Linked DNA regions of Mus musculus: region 1 is linked to region 2. The links are chromatin contacts, called in public Hi-C maps. All regions are on one chromosome and are shown on one strand. The core of a region is the stretch at or near the end of the contact, and the rest is flanking DNA. Distances in the headings are between cores, read along the strand shown.

The links. Hi-C and Micro-C count contacts between places; a contact is called where the count stands out from the background.
Region 1: a contact with region 2 is called in a Hi-C map of bone marrow-derived macrophages, with 31 read pairs. The contact joins two enhancer-like sites. A contact is called at or near these places in 1 of 39 promoter capture datasets (the C10 cell line), 1 of 15 datasets of contacts at CTCF or cohesin (the NIH/3T3 cell line), 14 of 484 Hi-C or Micro-C datasets (CD8 T cells, LSK cells, bone marrow-derived DN2 thymocytes and 11 more) and 10 of 115 datasets of contacts at active chromatin or transcription factors (T-cell acute lymphoblastic leukemia, acute myeloid leukemia, bone marrow-derived macrophages and 6 more).

What each region holds. Positions count from the first base shown.
Region 1 is chr16:25,040,558-25,046,009 of GRCm38.p6, reverse strand. No RefSeq gene overlaps it. Among named protein-coding and RNA genes, the nearest start is that of A230028O05Rik, 16 kb to the left of the region's middle. Within about 2 kb of position 3,544, at least 137 of the 459 cell types and tissues checked have an H3K27ac peak or open chromatin away from gene starts, as enhancers often do. A contact at or near this core is called in bone marrow-derived macrophages, where this site is marked.
Region 2 is chr16:24,896,206-24,902,000 of GRCm38.p6, reverse strand. The region is part of intron 10 of Lpp (LIM domain containing preferred translocation partner in lipoma); the gene reads right to left. Among named protein-coding and RNA genes, the nearest start is that of Gm22672, 15 kb to the right of the region's middle. Within about 2 kb of position 2,755, at least 4 of the 459 cell types and tissues checked have an H3K27ac peak or open chromatin away from gene starts, as enhancers often do. A contact at or near this core is called in bone marrow-derived macrophages, where this site is marked.

The sequences.
Region 1 (5,452 bases), core at 2,295-4,794, 140 kb before region 2:
ACGTATACAGAACTGGAAATGATAATAGCATACGACTTAGAGTGATGGAGACAAAACAAGGAAATCTCGAGCTAGAATTGTTAACGGGCCTTGCCTCTGTGGTAATGAGAAGGCTGAGTTTGGGAAACTGACAGCCGTCCATGCCTTCCAGATTAGTTGACTTTGTGTCAACTGAACCCAAACAGAAGCCCCTGTTTCCCCTATCAACCTGAAAACGCCACCCATTGTGGAGCTCAAAGGTAGTACGTCTGGTCTGCACCTGTTTTGCCTTGTATCTGTGGATGATTGTAATAAACTTAAAGCACTAAATGCTCTGCAAATGGGTTTTTATCTTTCTGGCATCTGGACTGCATAAGCCAAGGAATCCAAAATCTCTGGCTCTTGGCTTTCCCTCCATTCTCCTAACTGTAGCCGAGGACTACCTACGTAAAAATGGGAAAAGCATACACAGTACAATTAGCAGGGAAGCCCAGCCTCCCTTCACTCAACACTTTCTTTTAGAGTGACATCCTAGACCCCCCTCTTTATCAGTTCTATCTTGAACCTGTTGCCAGAATACAAGGGAGCTGCCAACCACATGCCATGTCCTCTTGGCCATTTCAGTCTCAGGTCCTCATATGCTGAGGAACACTGCCACTAGATTGGGGGTGGGGTCGGCAGTGACTACAGACTGCTCTAAAAGGATTCATGTGACAATGAATGAATCTAATCACTGTTGTGAAATACAACGACTACTATACTGGAAATGATACCATATCAGTAGTATTTACTATCAGTGTTTGAACTTGAGATGAAGGAGAAGCTACGAACTGTGGGTGAAGCAGGGTGCCCTGTGCCATGGATCTCCCTCTCTTGCCAGGTACCTGGGTGACCAAACCCATCACTTCTGCAGACCATAGCCTGCTCTGCGGTGAGATTAAAAATAACCCTGCCTCACTGACTATATAGAATTGCTATGGGGCTAGAGGGAGACCCTGGAGGCAGAACAGACTTTTAAAAAAAAATCTATGGCTCTGTACATTCTGAGCAATTTCTGCCAGCATACATTGGGTTGGAAAAAGAAGGAGACGTTGTTTTTTTTCTTCCTCATCTGGAACTTTGAATCAGGAAACAGCTAACTCAGCAGCTTCGGGGTACACCTAGGGGAAGAATCCTGGCTCCCTGCCTCTTGTCCTAGTTGTTAAAAATCCATCTTATTACTCTAGAATAGAATGCATCATATGGCTGTGATCTCGAAAGCAAGGCCAGAAGGGCCATGTGTCACTCCCCACAGCCTCCTCCCTAAGACAGCTGCCATGACTTTAAAACCTGGGCTTTCTCCCAGGGCCTGACCTTCAGAGGTGGGCTCAGAATTGGGGGCTGACTGATTCTAGGAAATGGTTATTGGCCTCTAACTGAACCTAGCTGTCTGATGGGGGAAGTGTTCACACAGTGCTTTCAAGAGAAATCCTGGGTTATGAGAGGTGAGGGGGATGGATCAAGGTCCAGAACTTCTGTCTGAGCTCTCAGTCTTTATACCTCATGGATGTAAGACCTTGCATGCCAGTGTAAGGACTAAGCTCTAGACTAAACTAGGCCAGAGGGTTAGGCCAGTCACACCTCACTCTCTGAAGTATTTATCCATCCCTAGTGAGCTTTTAGCTTCTGGGAGGTTAGGGTGTCTTTAATACAGAAGATCAGCAATAGTAGCAGCTGGAATTAGGGAGTCGGATAGGGTTTTGCCTTCTCCCATCTACTCTTAGCTGCTCTACTTCAGGGTACTTCTTTGGGGACCTGCAATACCCAGGATGGATCTTCCCAATCTCACATACTGAAACTCTCCAACCAGTATCATACTTGCCTCCTAGCTCAGCCTTGCAGAGGCACGGTGGGGATAGTCTTGGCTTCCTCAAAAGGATCGTGGTTCCTGGTGCCTTCTTTGGACAACTGTGGTAGGTCACAAAATGGATTGCCATGTGGTCTGTGGCAAGGATGGGTCTTAGAAGAAAGGGCATCATATAGGCTCTCAGAAGCAGTGCGTTGAGAATGGGGAATATTGGTCCCAGTGTTGTCTTCAAGGTAGAAATGTCAGCGTTTGAATCTATATCCCAAACTGTCATATGTGGTAAATACAGAGACCACTGCCCAGACCTCTTTTATGCCAGTCTCTTTCAGAGGACAGGTATTTGGTTTTCCCTGGTTTTTGGCAACAGCCAAGAGGATCTAATTCTGACACCTGTATTCTGAGGGGGCAGCTGGACACAGCAGGGCAGATGAGAATATCTAAAATAGTTTTCTAGAACTGTATTTGTCTGTCAGCAGGGTGACAGCCATAGTCTTGGGACAGGAAAATAGAGACAGAGACAGAGAGACAGAGAGAGAGACAGAGAGACAAAGGGAGAGAAAGCGATCAGGCATAGATTTTTAAGTCTCAGAGTTTGAGATGCCCTGGAGCATTCTGGGTAAGTAGTGGTTTGGTGAGGGAGGGGGAAAAGAAAATCCATGGATCTTGTAACATTTAGGGAAAGGGAAAAGATTCAGCTCAGTGGCATGACTGGGCTTGACTAGACAGCTATAGTCTATGAGAACAAACCTGAGAGTCTCATCTGACCTCTGCTGAACTGGATGAACATCTTCGCTGCGATGCTCTTCTGACACAGAGTTTAGGAGCTCACAGTTGGAAACCACAGCTCCGTAGGGCTGTGGGATTGGCTTAGAATAGCTGTAATACAAAGACTGGAGAGCCTGAAACAGCCAAGTGCAGCCAGCCCCTCCCATCTCCACACTACTGCTTCAAACACTTGTAGACATGAAAGGCTTGTCAGGGGAATGTTAAGGGTAGCCAAAAGATGGAGATGGTAGTCTGTGTGAGAAACATGCTAGTGAAGTCCTGGGTGCTAAGCAGAGCGTTTGTGGTCAGCATAGTTGGGAACAAGTGGATAGGGATTCAGGCAGAGCTTGGCTTACAAAGCTAGGAGTAGGTGCACATCTTCATACCTGAGCCAGGCTCAGAGGCAGGTCGAGTCCTGCTAGGGTAAAGAAAAAGAAATGCATTCTCGTTTCACTTTATAGCAACAAGGAGGCAGAAGCCCAGCCCAGGAGAAATGATATGTGCAAGGAAGTGAAAGGGGACTGCTGGCTCCAAGTTTGAAGAGAAGAACCACTCCCTGGGGGTATGGAAGTTGGGCTAACAGCCAGACTGAAGGAGCTGATTTCTTGGAGCTATAAACCTAGAAATTCGAAGCACTGACTTTTTCCTTACTGAAAATGAGGTTTACTCATTGCTTAACCTAAGGTCTTTACAGAGCCCACATGGCATCCCATACAGACGACTAGAAGAAGAAGAGGAAGAGGAGGGAGAGGAGGAGGAAGAAGAAAAAGAGAGGAAGAAGGAGAAGGAGGAAGAGGAGGAGGGAGGGGAGGAGGAAGAGGAGGAGGAAGAGGAAAGCCAGGGGTCTCTAGGTGCACCAACTGGCCCCCTAGTTCCCTGTGTGACTTTAAGTGAGACTCACCACCTTCCTGAGCATCAATCATCCCATGTCTTACATGTTGGTGTTGGATCACAGCAGAGCTATGCAGCTGTGTTCCATGAAGCCAAGAGATCCAGGCAGGGAACACACAGGCTCCATCCTGGCAGATGCTCGGGGAAAGAACAAAGAAGCAGAACTTGATCCTTGATCCTCTGTAGCTTGGAGCAGTTCTGTTGTTAAGTTTAGTATGTTGGGTTTCCCTATAAGATTTTATTTGAAAGTCACAATAAGAGAGGAAATCAAAAAGAAAGGGAGCCAAGGAGAGCGTGAGGCTGGATGGTCTCCAGCCTGTTGCAGGCTGGCTGCTGTTTTCTGACTCACCCCAGTGTTCTGCCCACACTTTCAAGAACCACTTCCCTTCCTCTCTGCCACCATCTCAGGGAAGAATCCATAGCGTACGTAAGCCCAGAAAAAAGCCACTGCTTAGATCTCATTTCCCAGCTCTGAAGAGTGCTGGCTCACAGAGAAGAAAATTGGGGGATTTTGTGGGCTGAGTGGGAGGAGACCTGAGGCCCAGGGCTGTAAATCAGGCTTGGAGGTTTGGATTCCCAGCAGCCTGACCTTCAGACACCCTTCCCTCCTCCGGATACCTTCATGCTCACACTCAGGCACAGGGAAGCATGCCCAGCTTCACACTGCCCCTGGAAGCAGGGCCCACTTGGAAGAGCTGTTTTGATTTTTCAGGAAAAATTGCTCATAGCCAAACTTCCCTCCCCAAGACCAACACAGGCAGGGATTTCCTACGTGCTTGAACAAGGAATATTCTGGAAGTCTGTTGGCCACCGTCTGGCCAAAAAAAAAAAAAAAAAAAAAAAAAAAATTAAAACACAACAATAATAATACAAAAAACCCCACATAGCTAACATACCCACCTGAGGTAGAGTATCATATATAATTTTATTTTTGTTCCCTAAATAAGCCCTTCTGCTGCCAGTCTCAGTACATCTCAGATAGGCCTACTTGCCCATTGCCGACTCCACATGGCATGTCTCTCAGTTCCCCAATCCACAAATCCAGGAATTTCACAAGCTTGGGAAGTTGGCACACCAGAGAAACTGATTTCTTTTGCCCTTGCACAATTCCCCTGTCGATAGAGTGCGTCTTTCTGACAGGAAAGAGTTGGCTGAAACTACTAAACCTGTGTGGGGTGCTGGTGTGGGAGTCAAGGGTGCAAGTCCCTGGTCTTCCCTCTCTGTGGTCACCAGCGAGTCGCTTCCTCCTTCTAGGCCTGCTTAAAGACAAGGCTCCTCCATTCAGGTAGTTTGTATGCATAGCTTTCCTTGACCAAGTCTCAGCTGAAGGCAATGTGGAATACCTCGGCGGAAAATGATTCCGGAGATCGCTAAAACATCTGTTGTCGAAATCAGTCTTGCTTCCGGCAGCAGAACAATCCCTCATCCCCCGAAATCCCAGTGTGTCGAAGGTGAGGCTTGTAAGGACCAACTCAGAAGGTGAAAGCTCTGGTAGCGGTTACACCGCAGGTCTTGGAGCAGAGGCCGGTAAGTGCAGGTCTAGAGGGGCTCCTAAGAGAGCTTTTACCTAAATTAGGATTTAAAAGCCATGAACTTCTTGGACAAGGAAGAAAAGGAACACAGAAGAAGAAATATGGAAGGCAGGGAATTGGGGAATTTTCAGAAAGAGTCCCCCCAATGACTACAAAATGTGGGCTGAGAGAAGGGGCACAAAGTGGTGTTCCCTAGGAACATGTATGTTCGTCTAGACTATCGATTCTCAACCGTCCTAATCCTGTGACTCTTTAATACAGTCCTCCCTTATGGGTGGTGATCCCCAATCATGAAGTTATTTTTGTTGCTACTTCATAACTGTAATTGTACTACTGTTATGAATCGTAATGTAAATATGTGTATTTTCTTATGGTCTTAGGCTACCCCTATTTAGGTACCATTCGACCTCCAAAAGGATCACGACTCTTAGGTTGAAAC
Region 2 (5,795 bases), core at 1,506-4,005:
CCACATATAGTTGAAAAACTTCCCATAGTTATTTTTTAATTTTACCTAATTTTTAAAATCTGTTTTCAGCTATTCTGATCCCCTCTCATAATTCCTCCCAGCCCCTTCCTAGCTAACTACCCAGCTAACTTCATGTTAGCATTTTTTTTTCTCTCAAAAAAAATAAAAGCAAAACCTCAGGAAAAACAACAAAATGCTAAAAGTCTTGTCCAAGAAAGTTTCTGAAGGCTGCTTAATTCAGATGTTTGAGGGAGAGAGATGGGAAGAGACACAAGGGAGCCAGCAGCCTAGACCAGGGCAGAGAGAGAAGCTTCTGAGGTCAATGTTCACAGGAGGCTACTGGAAACAAGTCTCGTGGAAGAGAGGGAAGGAGAAGAAACCTGGAGTCATTTTTCATGTGAGGTCAAAGACTAGGGCATGGATCTCAGATCTTTGTATACATACAAACTACAGGCCTTCCTTGACCCTCGGCTTACAGAATGTGCTATGCTCTTGTCCTCCTGTACAGGGACTTGGGAGGGTCTAGAACGTATTTGTTTAATGAACACAGCCAGTGATTGAAAGCAGATGACCTTTGACTCATGCTGTAAAAATCAAGCTTTGAGGACCTCAAGGCCTCATATTCCCTGAGCTCTGAGACCATCGGGGTCCAGGAGTGTGCCAGAGGCTGGAAGGCAATGTGAGCTAGAGACACAAGTCAAGGAAGACCTCTTTTGAAGGCTTTGCTCATGGGCCTTGGACTCTGGCCTAGTGCAATTACCCAGTTAAAAAGAAAATTCAAGCACACACATACACATACAAACAATCAAACGCACACCTTACTGACTCTAGCTCAGCCCCCCTCTCGGAATGTTTTTTCACTGTGTGATCACGAGAGGTAAGGAGAAACTGTCATTCTATATGTTCAGAAACGGAAGCTAAAGAAACAGAGTAGATGCTGAATGGTGGCTGGTTGTAATTTGATTTTCTCCATCTTTACACTCATTTCCTTTTGTATTTTCCAACCCCAAGTGAAAGGTTATATTACTGAGGACCCAGGAGCTCATTTCAGACAGAGTTTCAAGGTAGAATTTTATAGCTTAGTCCCCCCTCCCCCCTCCAAGTCCACTCCTTTCTTTTTCTACTTATAGGAAATTTAAAGCTATGGACAATTTGTTCTGGTGGTGCAGAGCAGTTCAGAGGGCTTCGGCAGTGCAGACGTTACGCTGTAGATGGCTAACTATTGTCCTTCTGTCCATTAAGAGCTGCAAGATGAATAAGAAAGAAAACAAGGAATAAAGAGGCTCCTTTCCTATTCTCTTTCCATCCTTTATCTTTAAAGTAGGAACTTTGCTGAACCACAGCCAGCAATTCACTCAGCCTAATGAAGTGTATAAGTAATGGGATTATATTTAAATATAAATCTTAAACCATTATTGCAGTGGCCTGATGCTGACATTCATCCAAACTCTGTCAAACACTGGCTGGTGAGTTCATGCTTCATTTAAAAATAAACAAACTGGGGCAGGAAGAAGGTTCTAGCATAACATTTCAGAGGCACTGAACCTGGAAATACGAGACCCTTCATTCTGGTCAGAGCTGAAGCAAATGCTGTCCTGGTTCACGGTCCTACTGAAGTGGGCAGAGTCCAGCTTTCCCCAGGGATCACTCTGTCTCTGTAGACACATAGGCTTAGTTATTTCAAAACTCTCCTAAAGAGGGAGGGTCTCTGAAGGTACCACCAAGGCTCTTGGTTTCTATTCATGCTTCTACCATTGCCAAACATGTGAATTCAGGCAAATCAACAAACTTTCTCTGGCTGTTAGCTTTTCCAGCCATAAAACAACAGCACTGAATTAAAGTACTTCTTTAATTTTAGTTCCTTCTGGGCCTTAAATGTTCTTATTCAAATACAATAGAAATTGGTATACTTTGGGATAAGAGTTAGGGGGAAATGTTATAAATGTTATCAATAAGGACTTCCTGTTGCTCTGGTCAGTCAACTAGGAGGTATGTGCTTCAGCTTCTCTGTCAGTAAAGTACTGCCCAGTGTCCACAGGAGGACAGAGCTATATCATTAGAAAAGGTAGCCATAGATTGGACATACTGCTGATTATGAATGAGTGGCTCTAAGAGTGGCATACAAGTGTCAGGCGGGCTCCAAAGCACCCTAAATTCCGTTACACAGACACAATTTCCAGTGTTGCCTAGTTGCTCAGTTTTTCTTACGGCTTTTATGGAAGGGCTATCTCTCATGTATTCTTTAAATCTAACCTTGTAACTTTTATCTTGTCAGCTTTTTAGGCTTTGTCCTACCACTTTAGATTTAATCATGTTTTATAGTCTACCATTGTCTATAAATGTTTATATGTTCTATATTTACAGCTATGAAACCCTGCATGTAAACAACAGTGCACACTGCAAAGATGTGCATTAGAACCCCATGGGTATGACAGAAGGAAGTTTGGGGACTGTGATGAGAACAAAGAATCCAGTGCATTTCTAATAGTTTTTTGTTAAACCGGGTAACAAGTATGTGGACCTTTATATTATTTGTTATGTCTGTGTCAAAAAAATAAAACCTACATAATTGTGCAAACATATATGCATTTAGCCTTTTCTTTTCTTTTTGTTTTCATAGTCCTACTTCAAAAGTTAAAAAGCATGTTTAGAAAAATACAAATATAAGAGATGATCGTGCACATTCCTAGATTCAAGGGTAGGAAGGCTGGCCTTATTCAACTAAACTAGTTTCCTCATTTTATTTAGAGCTGGCTTTGTGCTGGGGTGGTTGCTTGTTTTTAAAAAAAGGCATGATAGGCTGGAGACGTGGCTCAGCTGTTAGGAGTATTTGCTGCTCTTGCAGAGAACTTGGGTTTGGTTCCTAAAACATAGGCTCACAAACACCTGTAAGTCCAGTTCTAGGGGATTTGATGCCCTTTTCTGACATCTACCAGCATGGTACACCCATCACGCACATGCACACGTACACACACATGCACACACACACACACACATGTATGCATGCATGCAAGCACGCACACACTCTTTAGAATAATTAAATCCTAAAAAATTTGTAACAAATTTATGAAGTATCATTTCAGTGAAACGTATCCATGGAGAGAATTACACTCATATTCTCTCCCTGCCCCAATGTGCTATATGAGTTTAAACCAAGTATTTTAAAGGCTGCTAATATTGTTCAAATATTGCACTCATCAAATAATTGAGAATATTTTACTATGTGGCATTCACTTTACCACTCCAATTTATCACGCAGCACTGAACTCAACATTTCTTTTAGGCTTTCTCCACATGTGCAGTTAGATTAGCACTCCCTCCCTGAGGCAGGCTAAGTTAGGGTCTCAGAAGGCTGAGGGTGGAGACACTGCAGGCATCATTTGTTCTTTGAAGATAGGAGAAACCCTGTTAGTGACATTTCCTCGCCTTTTCTCAGGTAGCACTTCTGACTTTCATCTACATTGGTGAGGTTGAGGGTCCCCCCCCCCCCTTGCATATTTTAGATTTACAGAAAAAGCATCTTTCCTATGAAACATGTGATTTTTTTTTTTTTTTGAGGGAAGGTCTACTGCACCCCTGGCTGGCATTGAACTCCTAATCACCCTGTCTTCACCTCCCTGGCTGTAGTTACAGGTATGTGCTAGCATACCTGGTTTATGAAGCATGGGTTTTGAAATTAAGGTTTTGTGCATGTTAGCAAGGCTACATTGAGAAAAAGTGTACTAGGATTAAAGCATTTTACTCAGAGCAAAGGAGCCTAGGTTCAGTGGAGAGAAAGGAAATGGTCTATAGTTATGCCCACACTTTTTTCACCCCCACAGTTTGTAACATTTGTCTAGATTTATTTGTACCGCATTCATTAATTCCCACCCACCTCCGACCCTTCCCCATGAGACAGGGTCTTTTCTAACCTCAGCTGGCCTTGAATTCACTGTTATAGAATATCCTAGAATTTTTTTTCAGTTACCAACAACTTGTCATGAATGGCCTGCATCCCACCCCTTCTTTAGGCAGCATCTCCTATGAGCATCAAGGTATTTTCTGTACTCTCCTTACAGTGGCTTCTGTGACTTAGACCTCCATCCACGTCCTCTGTCTGGCAGGCATTATCATCTTCCTTCCGTAGTTGAAGCAGTCTGCACAAGCAGGGTGTTTGTTTACTTAACTTTTCATTTCTCGGCTGTTATCTTGGCTAGTCAACTGCTGGATTCAGCTACAGTTCCCTTTCAGAATTTGTTTGCTTTTTCCTTTTGGACAGGGTTTCCCTATGTAATCAAGAGTGGCCATGAACTTGCAACATACCTACTTCAGCCTCCCAAGATGTAGGACTAAACTGGTGTACCATATGTATTTTCCTTTTAGATTTTGATTTGATAAATGTTTTTCTAAATATTTTATGGATATCGGGAAAATAAATTTCTTTATTATACAGTCAATGTATCTTTTAAAAAAAATTTTTAAATTAATTATTATATGTGTGTACACTGTAGCTGTCTTCAGACACTCCAGAAGAGGGCATCAGATTTTTGTTGTGGATGGTTGTGAGCCACCATGTGGTTGCTGGGATTTGAATTCAGGACCTTACGAAGAGCAGTCGGTGCTCTTAACTGCTGAGCCATCTCACCAGCCCCACACTCAATGTATCTTGACTCAATCAATCTTATTAATTGTATTATCCAACTCCTGTAATTAATTGGTCAAAGACAGAAAGAAATGTGCTTTCTAAAGAACAGGTGTCTTCATTTTGCCACATCATTCATCAGGATTGCTTGCTATATATTTCAGTGCAGTGAGACTTTGTTTTGTTTTATTTTTGGGTTTTTCAAGACAGGGTTTCTCTGTGTAGCGATACTTACAGAAGGGGAAGAAGTCTGATCCTTCCTGCAATACGGGAGGCTTGCGAATAACATCATGTCCGCTGGTTAATCTGGTAGTTTTGTCATAAATTGTATTTTGCTTTTCATATTATAGGATATTGATATTTGACTTTGTAAAATATTCTCTTGAAATACTATAACTTGAATATAACTATCAGAATTTGCTAATTTATCTTTGCTTATTTTTCTATTTTTTTGTTTCCCTCCTTTTCATGTTTCCTTGTTTGTTTCCTGCCTTACAAATGGTAGGCAAGTGGATTACCACTGAGCACGATCCTATATCCCATTTTTTTTTTCTCATCAGCTAGTAGTTTTACTGGCTCTTTGTTTACCACAGTTTCATCTGACCTTGGAATGTTCTCATTAATGTGTTTATCTAACAAAATAGTTCTTTTGGAGTCACTCTTCAGAAAGGGTATATATTATTTATGAATGTCCATGGAATATTTCTGTACAAAACAAAGTTTGACACACTATTAGACAACTAAGCAAGTAGCTAATTAGGAAGTAAGGTGAGAGTACTCGGCATGTGTCACCAACATCAGAGGCTATTACAGCCCCATGGTTATGACCACGCAAACAATCACAGAGGCAGAAGATGCACATTCAGCACACTGCAGATACGGCATGGGAGAATTGGATATGTTTCTTTTTCTAGTCTTCTAATGACTGTATATTAAAAGATATTAATTTTTAAAAGAATCGCTACCATTAAAAAGACAATTTTGATCCCAACATTTCTCTAAAATAAGACAAGGTTATATATCCCTAAATCCAGCTTGAATTAAATCTAAAAAATGAACAAACAAATCCACAAAAATCCCAGACCCCACCTAGAGAAGGCAATAGAGAAAAACCAGTCATTTAGGTTTTCCTTCCTTCCTTCATTAAAAAAAAGAACAACAAAATAAAATATAA